3 separate regions of the Mus musculus genome follow, and regions 2 and 3 are each linked to region 1. Evidence: chromatin contacts called from public HiCAR-type and HiChIP or PLAC-seq data. All regions are on one chromosome and are shown on one strand. Each heading gives the region's core, a stretch centred on a gene start, on an enhancer-like site or on the middle of the called end of the contact. The rest is flanking DNA. Distances are from core to core; before and after follow the strand shown. Region 1 holds the start of Zfp280c (zinc finger protein 280C). Region 2 holds the start of Enox2 (ecto-NOX disulfide-thiol exchanger 2). Region 3 holds the start of Apln (apelin).

The links. HiCAR-type assays count read pairs that join an accessible place to other places. HiChIP or PLAC-seq counts read pairs in DNA pulled down with a chosen protein or histone mark.
Region 2: a HiCAR-type map of embryonic stem cells shows a contact between it and region 1, with 3 times the contacts expected there. The contact joins the promoter of Enox2 here to the promoter of Zfp280c in region 1. A contact is called at or near these places in 1 of 39 promoter capture datasets (embryonic stem cells) and 2 of 115 datasets of contacts at active chromatin or transcription factors (astrocytes and embryonic stem cells).
Region 3: an H3K4me3 HiChIP or PLAC-seq map of embryonic limb bud shows a contact between it and region 1, with 5 times the contacts expected there. The contact joins the promoter of Apln here to the promoter of Zfp280c in region 1. A contact is called at or near these places in 1 of 39 promoter capture datasets (pre-B cells), 3 of 115 datasets of contacts at active chromatin or transcription factors (embryonic limb bud, pancreatic cancer cells and pro-B cells) and 2 of 9 other capture datasets (adipose tissue and liver).

The regions. Positions count from the first base shown.
Region 1 is chrX:48,589,838-48,594,409 of GRCm38.p6, reverse strand. It overlaps Zfp280c (zinc finger protein 280C), which reads left to right and starts at 1,852. Exons shown (of 19, transcript NM_153532.4): 1 at 1,852-2,737.
Region 2 is chrX:49,286,162-49,290,733 of GRCm38.p6, reverse strand. Enox2 (ecto-NOX disulfide-thiol exchanger 2) reads left to right here and starts at 2,492. Exons shown (of 16, transcript NM_001271447.1): 1 at 2,492-2,633; 2 at 3,830-3,889. It overlaps Gm39513 (a long non-coding RNA gene), which reads right to left and starts at 3,818. Exons shown (of 2, transcript XR_882305.2): 1 at 2,444-3,818.
Region 3 is chrX:48,032,446-48,037,017 of GRCm38.p6, reverse strand. Apln (apelin) reads left to right here and starts at 2,165. Exons shown (of 3, transcript NM_013912.4): 1 at 2,165-2,579. The coding sequence starts at 2,513.

The sequences.
Region 1 (4,572 bases), core at 603-3,102:
TGCTCCTCCTTCTCCTCTGAGCTCCGGACGTCCTGCAGCGGTCTGGGTAAGTCTCCCCGCGTCTCCCCGCTTCGAAGGTGAGCGAAGCGGCAGCGATGCGAGCCCAAGGCTTCCGTGCCCTGGATAGTAGGGACCCGAAGCCCGATGGTGCACGGCCCACCATCTTGTTTCAGGCCCCGGGAAGGGAAAGGTCGCCTGGGCAACGCGGAGCATGGGGTGCTTGTGGCGATCGCCGGCGGCTGCCTCCCAGGCCTGGACCGGGCATGGGTGGCCGCGTGGGCCCGGGTTGGGCGCTAGCCTGGCCTCCGAAGGCCTGGGAGGCTGTCCGGGCCCCAGGACCTCTCTGGCTTTGCTTTCTGGAGTCAGCCCCTGGGGCTCTTTTGTACATTGGATAGCGACGGGACCCCCCCCCCCCCCCCCCCCGGCTGCGGATCTCTTCAGTCTTGGGAAAGGCTGATGGTGCATGCCGAACGAACTTTCCACCCTCGGGCTCCTGCGGCCCTTAAGTTATACCTTACCCCTTACCCAGAACTGCTAGCGGGTTTGCCATGCTAGTAGGGCACGGCATTCTTCCCAAAGGAACTGCCCTTCTCTGTCACAGAAATCTTTCTCTCCGCGGGTTATTGTCTAGATTCTAGAAAATAAAAAACCCAGACTGGAGAGACGTGGACTTAGATGCACGATTTTCCATCAGTAAGCTGTGCAGGGTTTTTCGTTTTTAAGCAACGGGGGAAGCATTTCATTCGGAGGAGGAAAGCCTGCTGCAGACATGGAGTCCCTTTCAATGCTCCTCAAGTTTGAATTCTTTTAGGAAGAAGTCTCAATGTGAAGTGAAGCAGTTTCTCCCAGATGTGGAAGATCTTTATCCAAGGACCTCTCTTTGTTTGAGAGGATCAGCTAAGTCTATGAGCTTGAATTTTTGATTTTGTTGTTTGGGGGTTGGATTATCAGTTTCAGTGCCTTTTAGCTCCTCTAAAACTGTATTTGATACATAAATCCAGTTTTAAGCTACAAAAGTTTCCTAGGTATTTGTGAGGTGCCTAAAAGAGATACAGTGTGATTCAAGCCATCTTAAAGTAAAATAAATAAATAAATAAAAATAAAAGAAACACTGTATCTACGAAGGTGCTAATCTGTGCCTTTGCTTTAATAGCCATACAAATGCAATTGTGATAACATTTGATTGAGTGTTTGTTTGCTGCCACTCCTCTACAGGGTTGTAAGGTATTAAAGAACTGTTTTGAGATGAAGAACTAGCTTCAAGAGGTTTTGTGGTCAGTAAATAGAGCCACTTGTGGTGGTTTTAAAATTACCTGTGTGTGAGTCTGTGTGTGTGTGTGTGTGTGTGTGTGTGTGTGTGTGCGCACGCACACACACACACACACACACACACACACACACACACACACACACACACGTTTGTCCTCACAATTTGAAGGTCAGATGACAACATGGTAGTTGTAAGTTCTCACTTTCTACTGTCTAGGTCCCACAGGTAGATCTCTGATCATCATTTTGGGGAACAGACCCCCTTACTTACTGAGCCAGTCTCCAGACCTCCTGCTGTTTGGGTTTATTTGTTTGTTTTTGAGAGGGTCTCATATAGCCTTGTATTTGATATGTAACTAAGGCTATCCATGAACTCCTGATCCTGCTGCCTCAGGATTCCAGCTAAGAGCCTTCATCCCTGTCACCTTAAAACCAGTTCTTATTTATTTAATTTTTTTTTACAGTCCAGATTTTATCCCCCTCCCGGTCCACCATCTTACGGTTCCACATCCCATACCTCCTCCCCCCCATCTCCACGAGAATGTCCCCATCCCCCCACCCCCACCTCACCAGACCTCTCCACTCCCTGAGGGAGGACTCCAGTTTCTTGAGGGTTAAATGCATCTTAAAACCAGTTCATACGCCAGTACTTTCTAGCTTTTGCCTAAGGTTCAATTCATTAAATAATGCCTCATTTATTTTATAGGCATGTCGAAGTTCCAGAGAAAGAAAAGCAAGGAGGTTTGCCTAAAATTTTTAAGAAGTGTTACTCAATTCCCATCTCTACATTTAAAAAAAATCATTTTCCTATTTTTTAATACTTATTATATATACAGCATCCGAACTGCATATATGCCTGCAGGCCAAAAGATGGCATCGGATCCCATTACAGATGGTTATGAGCCACCATGTGGTTGCTGGGAACTGAACTCAGGACCTCTGGAAGAGCATCTTGAGTTCTGGAAGAGCCACATGTGCTGAGCCATCTCTCCAGCCTCTTGTCGCTACAGTTTTTAAAGATGTTATATTGTTTGTACATTTTAGCATTTGAATAATACTATATCCAAGTACGTTTAAAAGCTGAAGAAGAGCATTGGAAAAAGTACTGATAATGAAGAACTGCCAACCTCAGCTTTTCCTATTTAATCCCTTTGCTCCAGTTTCCTAAAATTCCCAATATAGGCTGGCCTTTTCAGCCCAGCGTTTCGCCACTTAACATTACCTTTTTATGAAGGGAAGGGATTCTACGCCTTCCTATTCTTCCACTTATTTTATTTTTCTAGGAGAACACTTAGAACCATACAGAATTTTTGGAAGTACTAGGGATCAATTTGTATATATTAATTATAGCTGAATAATTTTTTTCTTTCTGTTTTCAGGGAGGACTTTGTCTTTCTGGAGCCAGGAAGGTGATGTAATTGCTACCACCAAACCTGAGAACTTGAGCTCAATCGCAAGGACCCATATGGTAGGAGAGAAACAACCCCTTTAGGTTGTCTTCTGACTTTCACACACACACACACACACACACACACACACACACACACACACACACATTTTGAACGATAATTGGTTTTTAGATTAAATTAACTAGTACTTTAGGAAGCCTTGACAAACCCAGTAACTTGAATAAAAATGTACCTCTAGGCTTTTAAAATTTATTCTCTACAAATTGCTTTTACTTTAATAATTGACATAAAGATAAAAGGGTTACAGCAACAGCTATTTGATAACAATTTAGACATGATACTCCTTTTTTATACCATCAAGGCACGATGGTGCATACCTGTGATCTCAGCAGTTGGGAGGCAGAAGCAGGAGGATCACAGCACGTTTAAAGCCAGACCAGTGTACAATTAAACCTTCAAGCTAACCAGGGTAACAAAACCCTGACTCAGAGAGAGAAAGAGGAACAGTATGAAGTGGGAGGAGAGAGAGGAAGAGAAAAGTGGGGAATGAAAATATAAACAAATGCATTTAATTCTTTTTCTATTGTCTATGCATGTGTGTATGTACACACACACGCACCTGCATGCACAAGTATGCCAAAGCATTCATGTAATGGTTAAAGGACAACTTACATAGTTGGTTTTCTCCTTCCATTATGTAAACTCCAAGGATTGAACTCAGATAATCAGGCTTGGTGGCAAGTGTCTTTACTCACTGAGCCATCTGCCTTACCTAACTAAGGCATTTTAGGAGCTGAGATGTCTGCTTTTTCCTCTCAATCCTAAGTATAAATCCCAGGCTGTTGTGCGTGCTAAGTAAATGCTCTGTTGTTGAGCTACATACCAGCTCTTGATTTTCCAAGCCCAAGTTTTACTATGTAGCTCAGGCCAACCCTGAACCTTCCTGTATAGCTTAGCCTAGCCTGTAATTTATGATTTTTGTGCATCACCCTCTCATTGTAAACTATATGGTGTGTGTATGAGGACTCAAGATACAATTTAAACTGAAATTCTTTTTAATGAAGAATGAAACTGAAATTTAAGAATTTAAACTGAAATTCTTTTTAATGAAGAATGAAAAATTGAATTCTATTCAATTTTTTTTGGTTTTTGGTTTTGTTTTTTGTTTTTTTTGTTTTTGAGACAGCGTTTCTCTGTGTAGCCCTGGCTGTCCTGGAACTCACTTTGTAGACCAGGCTGGCTTCAAACTAAGAAATCCGCCTGCCTCTGCCTTCTGAGTGCTGGGATTAAAGGCGTGTGCCACCACGCCTGGCTCAATTTTTGATTAATGTAACACTTGTTTTTAAAGGTCCAAATAGGGCTGGAATATGATGCTTATGGAAAGACACTAGCTTAGCACATATTAAATTTGATCATAAGCACCATAAAAATAAAATCTTAAATGTCTATAAACAGTCTTCATTTAGGGGGTGGGGATAAAGCTGTAAGCAACCATGGCTGGATTTTTTGTAGTTTTTCTTTAAAAAAAAAGATTTATTTATGTTATGTATATGAGGGCCCTATCTGCATGTATGCCTGCATGCCAGAAGAGGGCATCAAATCCCCTTATAGATGGTTGTGAGTCACCATGTGGTTGGTGGGAACTAAACTCAGGAATTGTGGAGGAGCAGCCAGTGCTCTTAAGCGCTGAACCATCTCTCTAGCCCCCAGTGCTGCATATTTTATTTTGATTTTTTTTATTATGCATTGTATTTGTGTGTGCGCAGGTGCACCTGTAAATGTTTATATGTGGGTGCATGTGAAAGCCACAGGACAACCTCAGGTCTCATCCTCAGAAATTTCATCCACCTTCTTGAAACAAGGTTTCCTTATTGGCCTGGAGGTCACCAACGAC
Region 2 (4,572 bases), core at 1,243-3,742, 700 kb before region 1:
CTAGTGAGAAAACATGTGGTTACAACCCTTGAGTCTCCTTAGGTCATGGGTTACATTTACTGGTTTACATATGTTGAAACATCTCTGTATCTCTAGGATGAGGCCAGCTGGGCGGTAGTGGATGAACTCTTTGATGTGCTCTTGAATTTTACAAATTCATATTCCACTAAAAAGAAAAATCTAAAATGAGTGGATAAACTTCTAGATACATATGACTTACCAAACGAGCTAAAACGAAGTAAGTAATATAAAGGGACCAATCAGATATACTTAATGAATCACTGAGCGTACACCTGATTAGTATTCCTGGATAACTTTTTGATGGGCAGCTATCTAGATATTTTATTGAGTATTTTCATCTATGTTCATCAGGGAGATTGGTCTGGATTTATTTATCACCTTTTTAGAATAAGGGTAACACTGATTTTATAAAAATAATTTGGAAACGTTCTTTCCTTCCCTATTTTATGGGATGATGAAAGGAGTATTGATATTAGTTCTTCTTTAATGGACAGGTAGTATTCTGTGCTGAATCTATCTGGTCTTGGGAATTTTTTAGCAGGGAGATTTATTATTCCTGCTTATAATTCATTGGTTGCTATGTGTTTCTTTATATTACTTCACCTTAGCTTAAGGTTGGTAAGTCATATGTATCTAGAAGTTTATCCACTTATTTTAGATTTTTCTTTTTAGTGGAACACGAATTTGTAATGTCCTCATGATTCCCTGAATTTCCTCACTATCTGTTGTAATTTCTCCCCTTTCATCTCTAATTTTATTAATTTGTATCATCTTTCTCTTTCTTTTAATTAATTTACAATCCCTTAATGTTTGTTTGCTTTGAAACACAGTCTCACTATGTATCTTTGGCTGGCTTGGAACTCATTATGAAAAGCAGTCAAACTTTGAATTCATAGAGGCTTGCCTGCTTCTACATCCTTAGTACTGAGAAAGATGTGGACCACCACACCTGGCTCTCTGTTTTCTTTTGCTTTTAATGTAGGCACTTAGTGCTATAAAACTTCCCCTTAGCCTAGCCTTTATCATGTGCTATTTGTTTTGATGTGTTGTTTTCCTTTTCCATCAATTCTAAGAATTAAAAATTTGTCTCCTTGAGTTTTTTGACCAAATTATCATCCAGTAGTGTGTTTTGCTTTTTTGAGTTTGTGTATTTCTTATAGTTTCTATTGCTGTTAATATCTACCCTTATTCTACTGTGATTCAATAAAATGTAGGATATTATTTCAAATTTTCTTTTCTTTGTTTGTTCAGTCTTGATTTGTGTCCTAACATGTTAATTTTGTAGAAGTTTCCATGGGCTGATGAGAAGAATATGTACTCTTTAGTGTCTGAGTGTAATTTCTGTAGATGTCTGTTCAGTCTATTTGATTTTTGATGTTGTGTAAACTCTAGAAATTCTCTGTTTAGTTTTCGTCCTGCTTTTTGGTGGGAGTGGGGTTTTAAGGTCACCTACTTTAAATGTGTTTGCATTAGTATGTGTTTTTAGATCTAATGTGTCTTTTATGAAGTTGGGTCTACTGGTGTTTATCCACCCATTTATTTACTGGTCTCTTGTTACATAGTTTTACTTAAAAGATGTTTTCTTGAAGATATGTAAGATATTTTTCTAGTTGTATTGTGCATCTGTTATGAGCTATAGCATTATACTAGTATATGGCAAAGCCATCAATCTTCAATACAAGAATACAGCTTAACTGCCTATCTATTTAGTAGATTTCTTTTGGTATCTCCACATCACATTTACATATTTAATTATGACAAGTCCTAAAGGAAAATATAATTCCCAATTAGAAGTACCTAGTTTTCTAATGACTCTAACAAAAGGCAAACTTTTACAAGGTATATTTTTAATTAAAAATTTAATCTTAACAAAACGGAAATGTATATGTTCATAGCACATGTGTTTAATTATGCATTTGAAGAGGCTTAGGCAGTAGGATTCTTAATTCAAAGCCAGTTCTAGGCTAGATAGCAGCATTCTTCCTTAAACAAAAAAATCAACCATACTCAGACTTCAAATGAAAATGTCAAATTATAATGCAATGCAAACATTCTTTCTCAAAACATAAATACTTTTCTAGTATTCAAAAGAATCTCGAACATTTATCTGTCTCTACAAGCTCTCTATACCTAAGCTTGAGGGTCCTTGCACACTAAACTACAATACCCATAACACTGTCCTGTATTTCAACTCAGGGTTTTCAGGAAGCTTGGTGTGAGAGGAATTGTGGGTATCTAGAAGAAAGCATTTTGACTTCATCTCCCAGAATCCTCTAGCATCCCTTGATACCTAAGCAAATATTGGATACTTCTGAGGAATAACAGTTTCCTGTGACCTCAAACTACATTTCCCATGAAGACACATGCTCGGGCCTCGCGGTTCTCTGATGCCCTAGCCAATGGGAGAGGCTTCAATAGTCACCTGGTAGGTTAGAGTCCAGCTATTGGGCCCCATTGCCTGGCCTAGGCCATCTAGTAGAAGGTGCACGGTTGGGAAGACAGTTGTGGGGCACACCCCACCCTGAGGGCACTCCGGGTCCAGGAACTTCCGAGCGGGTCCGATTTTCCGCGGCTGTTTAAGGAGTAGCGCTTCGGTAGCCGGGGAGCTGGAGGTCAGCGAGGCAGAAAGCCCGAGTGGCAGTGGCCGGGGACTGTGGGACCGAGGGGGTCTAGGGAGGAGGGTGCTTCCGGGGCCGCAATCTTTGGCGCCTAACTCCGCCCAGCCCGCTTCTTCATGGGTGGTGGGTGCCTTGACTGGAGTTGGGGGGCAGGCACCAGTTGCCTTAGCATCCAAAGCACAAGCACGTCCCCCCTCCTCCCAACTCTTCTCTTATTTCCTACCTCCACCCGCCCCTCTCCCCACCACCCAGCGCAGGCTCCTTCTTAGGATGAGAGAGCCTCCAAAAAGTGGCATCTGGATTCCCCTTCAGGCAGGAGTTGGGTGCTCTGTTCCCGCCTTTAATTTGTTGCTCAGCTCTGAGCACCTACCACTGCAAGTACACACACAAACCCCACTCGACCCCACCCTGCACCCCCGTTTCCTCTAGGCGAGTGGAAATTCCTTGCTAAACCCAGGGCTTGATTTTCTGTCAATTTCCATTTCTGCTTCCTGATAATGAGGTGTTCTCTCTCTCTCTTTCTCTCTCTCAATCTCTTTCTCTTGGCTCATCTCTTTTTACTGGCCTTTTTCAACTAGTCATTGGAGTGGAAAAGGTGTCCTTCAATTTCCAGAAGGGATAGGAAGCAGAAAAAAAAAGAATCTTACTTTTGAGAAATACACAATTAAGGTTCAGTACAGTGTTCTAGTGAGGGTAGAGGGCAAATTGGACCATTTAAAAACCTGGAGCATATTAAGGGCTTCCAGCAAAATCTGATTAACACCAATAGATAGAATTGAGAGGCTGCTTTGTAAAAGTTCTAGCCTAACTCAGAGCTTCCTGACGTCTTGAAACTTACTCTTTCCTTAGAACAATCCTAGTATGCTTTGTGGAAGAGGTTGCCTTTCATTTGGGCTCCAGTGGTTTAAAAGAGATTCAAAAGGAGCATAAGAGGAAGAAAATGCTTCTTGATGATGCAGGACTTGGCGAATAAGAAGTGGGGGATGGAAAAGGAAGGAGTGTATGACAGAGGCACACATGGTTCTAGAAGAGGTATCAGCAGGGATATATTGGGAGATAATACTAGGATAATATTGGGAGATCATAGTGACATGACAGGTAGAAGAATATGCAAAGTTTGAATTTATTCTGTATTGAATAAAATTAAAGACAAAAAAATTAAGACTGGGTGATTTTCCTTTTCATCCTAGGGGAACCTGATTTGAGATCAATTCTTGGAGAACACAAAGAAGTGTGGTGGTATGTTCCAGGTGTGAGTTTAAATATAAGGAGAAACTTTTGTCTTGTAGATGTTTTATTTGTGGCTAATCTTCGCCACAACCTGTATCTGTCAATTAGAAAGCAAAGTGCCATAAACATAATAAGAAATGAGTTTGCTGTCCTTGTGTAGCAGAATACCTGAATTGTAACCATCTGATTAGAAGACAGTATTGACTCCTATTTATTGAGCCCACATAATGTCCAAGAATCATAAGCACTTAGTGACACTGTCTGAGAGTCTTATATGTACTATTATTTCCACTATTTCTCTAGAAGAAGAAACTAAACTGGGTATTTTAAGCAAATATCTAAAGACAAATAGATTAGAGATAATCGAGGTGGAGTTTTGATGTACAAACTTCTGACTTGAACGCCCATGCTCTTCGCCCATGGTTTCCTAGTTCTGATGTGTATTTTTGTTCATGATTTTCCAACTGTGGCAAGGAAAGATTAAGGTACAATTGTTCATCCTGGAAGAAACCCAAATGAGTCATTTGGATTTTTGTGTCAGAGTGTGTCTGCTGTAAAGTCGTTGCCAATACCACATTAGATTAACTGTTATAACCATAGTTGATTATGCCTGCCAAAATTATAGTCAATGTTTCTTTTTCTAAATTAGATGATTCTATACAAAAAATTATGTCCAACCTTTACATCATTTGGGTGTAGACAG
Region 3 (4,572 bases), core at 916-3,415, 560 kb after region 1:
ACAGCCATCTCATCTCTGTTCCCAACAATACATACACCAGGCTGTGTCCCCTGCCTCACATGGATGCTAACTCTTGTCAATGGGCCATGTTCTATGCTGCTTAGTACCGTAGCCACCAGCAATGCATATATGGCTCAAGCAAGTGAAATATGGCCAGTATGACCAAGGGACTGAAATTTTAACTTTGTTTAGAATGTGGTTATTATCTATCATATTAGAAAGCAGTATTCTAGCCACTCAGCGAAAGTCATGCACATCCCAGTAAACATGCAATAAAATATGAAAGTTTCTATTAAGTTTTGAGAGGCACTTATTTACATGTGCACAGGCTTGCTCCGTCAGGAACGGGAGCTATGTGTTTCCTAATAGTGACTCTGTGAGGGCTTCTCACTTTGTACAGTGCCTTCAGACACATGATCTCATTTGTCCCTATAGCACCATGGAGTGGGAAGAGCAGAGATTATCCTTGCCTAAGATCCAGTAAGTGTAGGTAAGGGCAGTGATGGCCTACAGCAGCTACATCTAGAAGACAATGTTTCTCGTTCTCACTGAACTGTTCTTTCCTGTAGGAGAGGGGAAAAAAGAGTGACATTCTACCCATGCTGGCTGTTCATATTCAGGGTCCCTCAGGTGAAGAGAGATTCTTCCTGGTTCCTCTTCTATTCAATATGGCCAGTTGGACCGCAGACGACCATCAAGAACCCCACCTTATTCCCATCTGACTCCCTTGACTTATTTGAATAGTTACTCTTATATTCAGAATCATATATTCTGAAGCCCGTTAGCTCTGAGGCTGTGTTCTGGGCCTGGAGCTGCATATATATATATATAAAAGGTCACTTTCTTGTGGACAGTTTTGGCAGAGAGACTGATAAATGTATGTATTGGAACGTTGTAACATTTCAAAGATATTTCATACTAATATAGCATACCATTTCACATCTTCTGCGGTACAGAGAAACCCTGTCCAATGTACCTTTTGTGTACATTTGGATGTACACATGGAGCAAACTGCCTGGCTTGCTGCAAGGTGGGAACACCTTTTGATTTAGTCTTTTAATATGTGTTGAGTGCCACCTATGTGCAGAGAATGATATTGGGGACTTTGGAGAGACCTGGAAGATTGGGACCGTTAGGGTCCTGTCTTAAAGAGTTCCCAATCTGGTGCATTTCTTTGGGGGAATCCCAGGCTGTAAAAGGAGCTAAGCATCTAGAGTAGAAAGGCAAATGACTCCAGGCCCTCTTATAATAGGGAATCCCAGTTGAGTGTAAAAGAAATCCAGCTGAGTTTGGAAGGAGCTGGGAGGATCCTCCCTACAACGAGACAAAACTAAGTTGGGGTCAGCTCCAAGCAGCAAGAAGGGGAACATGGTAGAACCTGCAGAATGCCTCCCCACAGTAAAGAGGAACCAGGGGGTAGCATCTCAGGTTGGGCAGGGACAGAACGGTGGCCTTTAGATTGGGTGGGATATTGAGGTTTTGCTGTATGCATAAAGAGCTTGGTCACCGAGCCCACCAGTCCAGGTAGAAGGTACTCGCTAGGGGACAGCAGGAGATATGAATGGTGGTTACCTAAGTTTTATGCACAACCTAGGCAATCACCCCCAATTCTAATTCAGTTGAAGATGCAGAGGAAAAAGGCGGAGTAGGGGAGGTCTTGAGCAAACCCATACTTGCGAATGCAGTGTCAAGGAAAGAAAAAAAAACATAGTTAGATTCGGAAATGGAGGGAGGGTGTTGTGGGCAGCCCAAATAGGGTCCTTCTGCAAACGCCCAGGTATCCTGACAGCTGTTAAGGAAACCCAGGTGAGAAAGGGTTAAGAGTGCCCCTCACTGTTTCAAATGGTTTACGTGTTTGAAATCCTTCAGGTCTCTACAAACCCTCTGGACCCCGGCCAGGCAGGCATTGTCCGGGGAGCAGTTGTGGGTTGTCCGAGCAGCCGCTCGGCCTTTGTTGTGGGGCCACCTCTGGGTTCTCTCTCGCGCCCTGGATAGGGCTGCAGCATGCTTCCCGGGAGGGGGGCGGTGCGGGAGGCTCACTCCCTCTCCCTCTTCCTGCCTCTCTTCCCCCCCCCCCCAACCCCCCCGCCTCCTAATGACCACATGACCAAGTGGGCTCGCGGCCAAACCACAAGCTACAAAATGCAGACCCCGAAGTGAGCAGGGAAGCATTCTCTCTAACAGCCTGGACCAACGGGTAGTTGGGAGTCGCGGGCAGAGCAGCGTCAGCCACTTAGAGAGTTTTTGCCGCCGACCCGAAGCCACCAAGGCCAGCTTCGCGGCGCTGCCCCGCGGCGGCAGAGAAGGCTGCACCAAGAGCAGAGGCAGCGAGCAGGAGTGGGGCAGGCAGCCAGCGGTGCGGCTGGGGCGCTCACCCTCCCGCGGTCCGGGAGCCACGCGAGCTCCGTGCCCGCACGCGCCAGCCCCGGCTCGCGCCTTTCTTTGCGTCCGGGTGCCCTGCCTCTCCGCCCACTCGCCGGCTCCTCTGGGCTGCCGCGGACCGAGTTGCAGCATGAATCTGAGGCTCTGCGTGCAGGCGCTGCTGCTGCTCTGGCTCTCCTTGACTGCAGTTTGTGGAGGTGAGTGCGTGCCCTCCTGCTCGCTTGGGGCTCTCCCGAGGTGCAGCCTGCGCGGTCCTCTCTTTCCGCCCCACGCGCGCTCTTCCCGCCTCCAGGGAAACATGGTGCGAGCCTTGCAGGAGCAGCCACGCGCCAGCCACACCGGGAGGCCTATTGACAGGGCATCTGGGGCCACGGGGCGACATGCCATGTAGGCTTTGCTTCCTAGGACAGCGCGCGCGGGAGGGGGGGGTGTTTCATGATTACCTTGCATATCACCACTTAGCCCCCAGCCCCATGCCCCTCGTAGTTTAAAGTACTTAGGACCACAAACTTACACCTTATGTCCTGCACCCTGCACCCCAAGTGGGGGTGGGGGGAGAGGATGGCGGTATGTCCAGCTCACCTCGTGAATCAGTGGAGGTGGCTGACCTGAGCTGAGTGGGGTCAGGACTCCATGTTGAAGGTCTCTGGGTCTTAGAGTTTAGGGGCCGCTGGCCAGTCCAGGGGCTCAAGCTACTGGAGATGATGTGCCAACATGTAGACGTGACACTTGTTGCATAGTCAGGAGCACGCTGCGGGAGCGGGGGCGGGGGCGACCGCAGTGGCTAGTGGATCCCAGCTGTTGCTCCTTTAGCCTATGTGTAAGCAGAGGCAGCGTCCTTAAGGCAGATCTGGACTGGACAGAGCCAGGCTTATCTTCTGTACTCCAAGGTCCTGGATGATTTTGTTCTCTGCTCCATTGTGGGACACCTGGCCCCACAGCGTTCATCTCTCCGGAGACTTGCTTCTTCTTTATTCTGGCTTCCCCTTCCACTCTTGTCTCAGGTATAACTTCGGTCCCCAGTCTCCCGGTACCAAAACCCAGGAAACACAGGAACTTGATCTGATAACCTCGGTGCAGCTCTGGGAAACGGAATCCCTTCACCTCTACCTGTATTAACCCCCTACCTGGAAATTCTCCACACCAATAGATAATCCCTTGTCTACTTCAGTCCCCGGGTCCTCAGTGTCCCAACAGCCCCTGCCCGGTCTGCCTGTCCTCTGTGGGTCAGAGCCTCCTGGGGCTGCCAGCTCCCACCTTCAGCTGCCCCAGTCCTGTGATCTGGCTGTCACAGTAGCCTGCCTGGCACAGCAGAAAGGGAAGGCCAAGACCAGGTGGACAGTTACTAGTGCCAGGGCTGGAGTCACAGGGAGGTGAGAGTGGAGAGAGGGAGTGAACAGGACAGCGAGTTTCCTAGAGGAAGGGCCCAGGAACTTTCTTAGTTTGAACACCCCCTCTCCCCAACCCAAGAACAGGAGGATGGCACACTGCCCAGAAGCCTCTGGGGTTCTGGCCAACTCTGCCTGCCTCTGTGTAGCCACCTCCTTTCTGCTCTTTTGTTCTTTGGCATTGCCCCGAACTCAGAACACTGTCGGGCTTCTCAGGAAAGTACATTGGCCTGGTTGATGCCTCCTGCCTCCAGGTGATTTCCTGCAAGACCCTAGCACCGAGGCAAGACAGTCTCCTTTTGAGGAAGAGCGGTAAAGACTTTCTCCTCAGAAATTCCTGCCAGCCAGGCAATGGCCGGAAGGGAGCAAAAACTATGAATAAAGCTACCACAGCAGCCTGCCCCTCCATGGGAGAACCTACACAGCCAGTGTGGTTGGCAAGACAAGACATCTTCATCATTTAATTTCAGGCCAATAGCCCAAGGTGGTGCCTTTAAAGAAGAAAATGGTTGGATACAGAAAGGGTACCCCAGAGGAGGCTGGACCACCTGAAGCTGCATATTTCCCCAGAGGGTATAAGGGAGACTTTGACTAGAAGATACTCTGTGAACCCTTTGGGGTGCAGCTGTTGGGGTGTTACTACTAAATTCATGAGATGATTTCAAGGAAGTTAAACCGGCTGCCAGAATACACTGGGTTTCTGGTCTAGACCCTGAAACTTCTTGTCCTGTCTTCTCCTTTTACATTAATTTTTTTTTGCATACTCTAACCATGTAGGCATAAGTATCACACTTACATTTTA